2 separate regions of the Sus scrofa genome follow, and region 1 is linked to region 2. The links are chromatin contacts, called in public Hi-C maps. All regions are on one chromosome and are shown on one strand. The core of a region is the stretch at or near the end of the contact, and the rest is flanking DNA. Distances in the headings are between cores, read along the strand shown.

Evidence for each region. Hi-C and Micro-C count contacts between places; a contact is called where the count stands out from the background.
Region 1: a contact with region 2 is called in a Hi-C map of liver, with 7 times the contacts expected there. A contact is called at or near these places in 3 of 47 Hi-C or Micro-C datasets (liver and skeletal muscle).

The regions. Positions count from the first base shown.
Region 1 is chr3:128,196,786-128,200,864 of Sscrofa11.1, forward strand. No RefSeq gene overlaps it. Among named protein-coding and RNA genes, the nearest start is that of RNF144A, 670 kb to the right of the region's middle.
Region 2 is chr3:127,718,452-127,722,654 of Sscrofa11.1, forward strand. All of the region lies in intron 1 of LOC110260062 (a long non-coding RNA gene), which reads left to right. Among named protein-coding and RNA genes, the nearest start is that of ID2, 220 kb to the left of the region's middle.

The sequences.
Region 1 (4,079 bases), core at 561-3,060, 480 kb after region 2:
TGGTTATAATGCTATGCTAAACATTCCTTATTTCCATGATGTCACTGGAGTCCCCTCCCCCAAGAGGAATGAGTCGTAAAGGCCGTGCTGACCAGTCCGTCCCACATTCTGATTCCTAGAATTGTAGGTGCAGGGCAGGAGTGAGGGGTCGCCATAGACCCCCCGAGCTTGGAGCCCAGGGTGTGCGGTCAGGAAGGTGACCATGACCGGGAGACAGAGATCTCCCTCTGCCCTGCTCTTGACGGATCCTTTCTCACTTGTCAGCCATGGTCCCTCAAGACGTCACCTCTCTGAGGGCTGCTGTGAGAATTAAGTGGAAGGACACAGGTGGCATGGCCGGCCAAGCCTGCCAACCAGTAACCATCCGCTGTATTCCTCGTTCCAAATACAGAGCAAGGTCCTTGAAGAGTGGGTCCCAGCCATCCCCCTTTGTCAAAGGGATGCTGCATGCAGCGGTTACAAGGCACTGAGAGGGACTTCACACCATGGCACGGTGGGTTAGGAATCCGATTGCCACTGCTTAGGTCACTGCAGAGCTGTGGGTGCGATCCCTGGCCTGGCACAGTGGGTTCAAGGATTCAGTTCCTGGCCTGGGAACTTCCATATGCCATGGGTGCAGCCATTAAAAAAGCAAACGAAAAAGAGTAACTGATGGGGTTCAAACCCTAGCCCCTCCCGGACAAGCTGTGTGTACGCGTTCCGAGGTTTGTTTCCTCACATATGTCCAAGATGTGGAAAATAGCTGCCTTTCTGTCCCAGTGTCAGGAAGGCAACATGGGTCAATACACACAGAGCATACCTCAGTGTCTGCCCAGGCCAAGAGCCACTGCCTCCACTATCGCACACATTGGTGTGTGGCCTCTTCCCCTTGCACAAATCACCTTTATTAGAGACCCTCTGACTGTCGTGGGACAGACCGGGACCCATCCGTGCCTTCGTCCTCACCTACCCATGGGGCCGCTTTGGGGTGGAATTCCACCCAGACCGCCGCTGTCTGTGGACACAGAGCTTCCTCTGGCCAGGACTGACGAAGGATGGCAGTGGATCTCGCTCCCCTCATTTGGTCTCTGGTGTTGTGCTGGGAGACACGTTAAAAGTGGAAGCTTGTCCAGGCCCCTCATTTCCTAAGGAGAGAGAGGCAGAGACCTTGAGAAGGTAGGGGAGTTTGTCTCCGGGCGGCCAATGTGAGAACCTGGGCTGGAATCCATGCCTCATGTCCTGGCTGCTGCTCTTTCCAGAACATGTTAAGAGGCAGCAGAGTAAACGGAAAGACCATGAACTTGGAGTCAGCAGGCCGGGTCCAAATCTTGGCTCCTCCGATGTGTCACCTGACCGTCTTTATCCAATACAGAGAGATATTAACTCCTTTCTCACGGAGCTGCTCTGAGGATTAAACAAGGTTCTGTGTGTGAAAGCACCTGGCTTGAAGCAGGTGCTTAATGAATGTTCGTTTCTTCCCCATCACGGTGGAACTTGTATATTTATAGATGCGTGGAAACAGGAGGGAGACCAGAAATAACAAAGGCTCCTGATGGAGCAGCTGGCCCAGAGCCTGCACTCAGAGGTGTGCACAGGTGAGTGCCTTAAGGCGGCGACCCAAGCAGATACTCAGCATTGGAGCAAAGAGCCAGGGGATCTCTGTCTTTTTTTTTTTTTTTTTCCAGGAACACAAACGAACTGGCTAGGATGCTGTGGGAAAGGAGAGGTGGGTTGTGAAACCCACAGGTGGCCCTGAGCATGGCGGTGACGAGAGTCAATGTCAAGGCTGTTTTCCTCTGGGCCATGCCCACCGCCAGGTTCACGGGGCCCTCCGCCAAGTCAAACAGGGCTCTGCGCAGTCAAAGCTGCACTTGCTCCAGGCGCTCCCGGGGACCAGCTTAGGACTCTGGGGTCAAACGTTCGCCCCCTGTCAATGGGAGGCCATGCACCTGTGTGGCTGTAATGCCCGCTGAGAAGCCAGCCCCTCTGTTCCCCCCAAAGCTCCCAGGTTTGCATATTCTTTAAAGCATTGAGCACTCAGTGAACGCCAAGCCCTCAGCCAAGTCTAAACATTTGCCTTGGCACTGGGCCATCCTAACACAGGGCCCCAGCGTTGTCCCAGGCTGACGCGCCTTAAAAGAGCTGCACGAGTTGAAATTCAGTGGGATCGTAAATATGCCAGGTAGACAGTTGAATCTGAAGATTAGAATCAAAGGGTGAGTTATTCAATCCAAGAAAAAGTCACGAATAAGCAAACCAGCATCCTGGGAGCCCGACCACACTTAAAAAGTCTTCCCTTCACGAATGGCCTGCTTGGTGCCCACACTCCGTTGTGCCCGCCTGCTTCGCGCTCATGACAATTAGTAGATATTATGCCTCTTTGCTGAGGCCTGAACTGAGGCTCCCAGCTGTGTTATAGCTGACTTAGCACAAGGTCAAGGAGCTAACATGTGATGGGGCCAGGGTTTAAGTAAGATGGATTTCATTGAATAAAAGAAAAAAGCTTAAGTTGTTTTTACCATATTCATGCTAAGAAACCAAGGTAAGTCAAAAAGAGATTAACTATCCTCATGAGATAAGAGGCTTAACAAAAAATGAAGGGACGTGTGGACTTCTCATTTAGCAGTCTGGTTTGCAGGCTCCTTACCTTAGCGAGGGCAGGAGACAGAAATTCAGGCTTCAGTTTATGGTCTCCAGTTCTTCTTCATATAGCCTGTGTCCTTGCCAACTGGATTATTGTCCAAATGCTCCCCAAGGCTTTTCACGGTGCCTTTGCCTTGCTGTTCCTTCTGCAAAGAATGTCTTTCAGATCTCTGATGCTTGACATCTTAACCAGCCTAATTCTCCCGCCTGCAAGACAGAACTCTCTCTCTTTTTAAAAGATTACTATTTTTTATTACAGTTGACTTACAATGTTGTGCCAATTTCTGCTCTACAGCACAGTGACCCATGTGTATATATTTATGTCTCATACTGTCTTCCATTATGATCTAACCCAAGAGATTGGATAAAGTTCCCGTGCTGTGCAGTAGGACCCCCTTGCTGATCCATTCTAAATGCAGTAGTTTGCATCTACAGATCCCCAGCTTCCAGTCCATCCCACTCCCTCCTTCCCTCCCCCAGCAATCACAGACCTCTGGCTCTTGCAGGTCATTCAGAGAGCGACATGCTCAGTTTTTTTGGGCCCCCCTCTTGGTTAGAGTATAGGTTCCTGAGTTCTGCCTCTGGAAATTCTGATTTCCTAAGTCTAGAATGGACCCCCCCAAAATCTATCTAAATCAACACTTAGGTGATTCTGGTGCCGAAGATCCATGAGCCAAGCATCGAGGAACACACGCCTAAGTTTATGGAGTCTCTCCCATTCGAAACATTGCAGTTTTTCTTCTTTTAGTCGTTGCTACGCATTTTTTCTTACCTCTTTAGGCTTGATGTGGGGGCTGCATCTTATCAATTTTTTTATTCTCCTAGTGTCAGACACCTAGTAGAGACTTCATAAATAGTTATTTAACTGAATTTATTGCCATTTTTATTAAAAAGAAAGTATTTGGTGAATATTATTTTGGTGCCCTTTCCCCCTCATGGCAGGTGAAGTGTAATTTGGGGGAAGCTTTAGGGGGAATAAAGATCACAGCTATGGAGACATGGGAAAATAAGGATGATGGAGAGAAGCATCAGTGAGGAAATTCTTTCACCTCCCAGGGGATAAATAAGGTGAACCCAACCTTGATATTTTGAGAGGAAATGGAAAAGCTTCCAGGAAGCAGGCTTTAGCACTCTCTTTTGATGCCAGCTGACTTTGAAGGATATTCAACCCTGGCTGGTTTGGAATCTACCTGGCAAGGAGAGACCGAATTACCTTGATTGTTTTGGGCCATTGGACCCTAACAGGCTGAGATACAACCATTTAAGTCTCTCAAAAGTTTATACATCTACACTTTCAGATAAATGAATGTATCTGCAAAAATTTCCAATACAATCGCCTATGTAGGGCCCCAGCTCAAAGCCTGCCAAAGTCCATGTGCATTTAAAGTCACTAAATTCAGGAGTTCCCATCATGGCTCAGAGGAAATGAATCTGACTGGTATCCATGAGGACGCAGG
Region 2 (4,203 bases), core at 925-3,424:
ACAGAATGCAAGGAAGCTCCATTGCTTTTGCAGGGTACAGGCTGAGTACATGTATTAAATTGGGAGGCTCGGAGCATCTGAACGCTCAGCTGCCAGCTTTTTGCACTGTGTCTCCATCTAAGGAGTAGCTGAGTCAGAGCCTGGGCCCTGGGAGATGCAGGACTTTCTCGACACCCTTCAGTGGGTGTGCTGAGCCCAGAAGGGCGGGCTGCTCACTCTTGTTGGGTGCATCGTGCTGGCTGCCCGAAGCCAGCTGCCCTGGCTCACTGCTTGGTGATGGCTGTGCTGCGGAGGAGATACCCAACTCTCTCCCTCCCAGGAACGTCTCCAGGATGCTTTCCTCATTCACCTTACAAGGCTCTGCCACCATCACGAGACAACGGCACCGAGACGGGGGTGCGAGAGCTATAGACGGCTCTCGCCTTTAGCTTTGCATTGACCATGGGTCAGGAGGATTCGGGTCTTTTTCAATTAATTAGTGAACGAATCAATTAATTTTTTGATGTGAAGAACCAGGAGTAAAAAATGTACAAGTGAATAGAAGAGTATGTTGCCAGGCAGTCCTCCTCCTTCTAAAACAAACCATGGTTACCTTGATTTCAGATTTTTAGGCTGCTTTTATTGTGGGGGTGTCTGGCCTGGAAGAAAGATGTCTCAAACTACCTGACCTTGAAATCTCAGACAAGGACAATTCCCTGCCGGTTGGTTCTAAAGTTCTGAAGGAAGCCTTCAAGTCGCCAGCCCAAACGTTGCATATACCACTGTCACCTCTTTTTCAGCAGCACCTGTTTGCGGGTACAGATTATTTTTGCCGTGCAGAAATGCTTGGCCCCCTGCAGCCAGGCTTCACTTTTCTGGCTTATTTTTAAAGGGGAGAAACATGGACGTGCCCAGCGGGCAGTCACCTTGGGATCCTCTGGCTCCTCTCTCACTCGCGCGCCTCTTGCTAAATGCTTTCCTGTTTGCAGAAGCACGCTGGTGTGGCGAAAGAGTTTCATAAGAGCCCTGGCCTAGTTCTCTTACTGTTCTTCCCATATTTTATTGTCTGCTTTTGCAGATAAGAGATGCCTGGGTAATTTGGGCTGACACTACATCAGGAAGAGTCAAAGCACTAAGTCCAGAGAAAGGTTCTTTTTAGAAAGGTACATTTTGGCCTTTCTAATCTAGGCACATCTGGTCCTCTTTACCTGAGCGTTTAGTTCACAGGGACACCGTTCAGAGCCAGGGGACCGTGCTTGCTCATTTGCCTGGGCAGGACTGGTTCACACCGTCTCTGTTCTCAGGAATGTCCTGCTTTGGAAGTTCCCGTTGTGGCTCAGCAGGTTAAGAACCCGACGTAATGTCCATGAGGATGCGGGTTCGATTCCCTAGCCTTGCTCAGTGGGTTAAGAATCTGGCATTGCCTCAAGCTGCAGCACAGGCCGCAGATGCGGCTTGGATCTGACTTTGCTGCGAGTGTGGCGTAGGCTGGCAGTTGCAGCTTCGATTCAACCCCTAGCCCGGGAGCTTCCATATGCTGCAGGTGCAGCCGTAAAAATGAATGTTCTGCTTTGGACATAACCTGGGCACCACACTTAGTTTGTATACCCCGGTGCACCTCTGGTTCACGGATGTCTGAAACACTCTGGGTTTCTTCTGGTTTCTGAAGGGTGCTTTCACTCTGCCTCTTCCAAGATGCAGCTTTACAGCTCATCCTGTGTAGGAAAACAATCCTTTTGATTAAAAGTCAGTCATGGTATCACGCCCAAGGTTTTGTGGATCCCTGGCTCCTTTAGAAGAACAGACAAAATGTGTCAAATTGGACCTGATGCCCTTTGCCTGGTTTTCCAGGGCAAACTTAGAGTAGAAACATGTGCTTCCCCAATTTCTCAGGCTCCTGAAAGCTGATGCGGGGGTGGGGGCGGGGTGGGGTAAAAGCGACAGTCAGGCTGAGTGTGCACCCGACCAAAGGCTGCGTGGCACTTCCCTTGCCAAGAATGTTGCTGTGTGTCCCCCGCGCTCTGGTAGCACTGGTGCTCCAGCCTGCCGTCTGCTGCAGTTCTATAATGTCATTTCCCCAGATTCCTCCAGGAACGTTTCATCACAAAGGCCTGCTCTCGAAATGCCCCAGGGAGTTGTTCTGTCTCGATTTTCCCCTGCGCTTTTTATTGCTGGCGCTTAATGAACTTTTCTTGGCTGTTTCAACTGTCAGCGTTTAAAGTCCACTGGTGAATGCTGGTTGGCTTTCTCTGCGCTCAACTGGACTGTTCAGTGGCAATTATAGTTCTTAATCACCATGAGACATTTGAGGGAAAGGTGACCCTTCCAAAAGTCTGTCACTGAGGCAGCAGGAAGCGAGTTCTGGCAGAAGGGACCAGGGGGAGGAAAAGAAGGTTCGTCCCATTCTCCCAAGGCAGAACGCGGCACGCCCGGGACAGGCCTGGGGAAATAAAGCCAGAAGGAAAAAAAGAGAAGCCACACTGATTTCTCCCTTTGCTGGTGTTATTTATGCGACATAATTGGCATTTGATCCATTCACTCCTGGGTAAAGAAATCATTAATGGAATGCCTACTTCAGACCAGGCAGTGCCTAGGTTTTATGGCAGAGACATCCAGATAAGCATTGAATGATTCTAACTTCAAGGAACTCTGGGACTAGCGGGATGCGCAGCAGTCAAAGGACTTTTAGGGAAGAGTCTCTGAAAGGGGAGCTGGACCCAAAGGCCCGGAAGCTGGTGGTCCAGCAGGGAGCCAGCCAGACCGGGATGAGGGCCGGCAGAAGGTGCTCTTCCCGGGTGACATTCCAGGGACTCAGAAAGAGTTCAGAATGGCCAGAGGAACGTTCTGATGGGACCCTATGAAGGATCCATTCAGTCGCCCACTCATTCATTCATTCATTTATTCCAGTCGTTCATGGGGAGCCTGCTCCCTGCTAAGTATGTGGAGCCCATGTTTATGAAAATGAGAAAGTCAGGAGAGCCTAAGGGCCTCGTGTGCTGACAAAGTGCAGACATTACCCGGAGAGCCAGGGAGCGAGCGCCTTGGGGGCGCTGACCTGGCAGAAGGCTTTGATTAGCCGTGTGTGTTGGCTCTTGTGTGGGAGAAGTGGGAGGGGTGGGGAATCCAGGCTGAAGGCAGAGCGGATGGATGGGGGAGCAATAGTAAGTGAATGGTGGTGGGAGAGGGAAGGGAGTCCACCAGTGATGATGCTTTTATTGTCTATCAGGTCTGTTTCTCGGCTGGAAAGTGAAGGGCAAGTCTAGGATGACCATCCTGGGTAACTGCTGCCTGGGGGGGCCCTTTACCCGGCTCAGGGAGCTAAGAGAAAAGTTGCGGAAAGATGATGACTTCAGTTTTAGATGGGGCTGTCAAGTTTGTGGTGCTTGTCACTCTCGGAATGGGGAGAGGGTCAGAGGGGTGTCCACAAGCCCTTTGGCTGTACAGGGCCACCCATTAGGAAACAGATGAGCCTGGGAGACAGACTACGGGGTTATCAGCTTACAGATTATGATGAGGTCACAAGTGTGGGTGAAACCACATCGTAAGACAATAAAAACGAGTAATAACTAGAATTTACTATATAAAATAACTCACTCTGTGCTAAGTGTCCTGGGAAGCGCCAACCTATTTCATCTTCAGTAGAATCCTACAAGATACCATTTTTAACCATCCTCATTGACAGAGGAAGAATTTGAGGCAGAGAGCAGTTAAGTAGCTTGTGTAAGGTTGCACAGCATGTTAGTAAAATGTGGGGGACAGGTTGCAGTTTGGGGCAATTAGAGGAGAAACTTACATGCGAAGAGGTGCCCCCGGAAGGCTGAGGAGGAAGTGCAGGGGAGGAAGAAACACAGGGGGTTGTGCAAGCCTTTGGGGCAGGGTCACTCTCCCTTCACCCCGACTCTCTTGGCTTCCTGGTCTGCCGGCTGCCCCAGTAACTGCTGAAGGCTGATGCCCTCCTTGCGGGCATGGAGGCTAGAACTCCAAATACTCCCGTGTTAAGAGAGCACAGGATGTGCGTTCAGTGGTGTGCAGCCAGGCGGTGAAACTCCCTCCTCAGTCCCTCAGTAAAGGGAGGGAGCCCTGGACCTGGCTCTGTGAGCCGTCGAGGCTCCCAAGGCTTCAGCCCCAAATGACCTCCCATCCCGGCCCGTGGAAACCCCACTTCCCCCTTGCAGGCTCATTGCAGAGGGCAGCTTCTCCAGGAAGCCCTCCAGATTCTCCCAA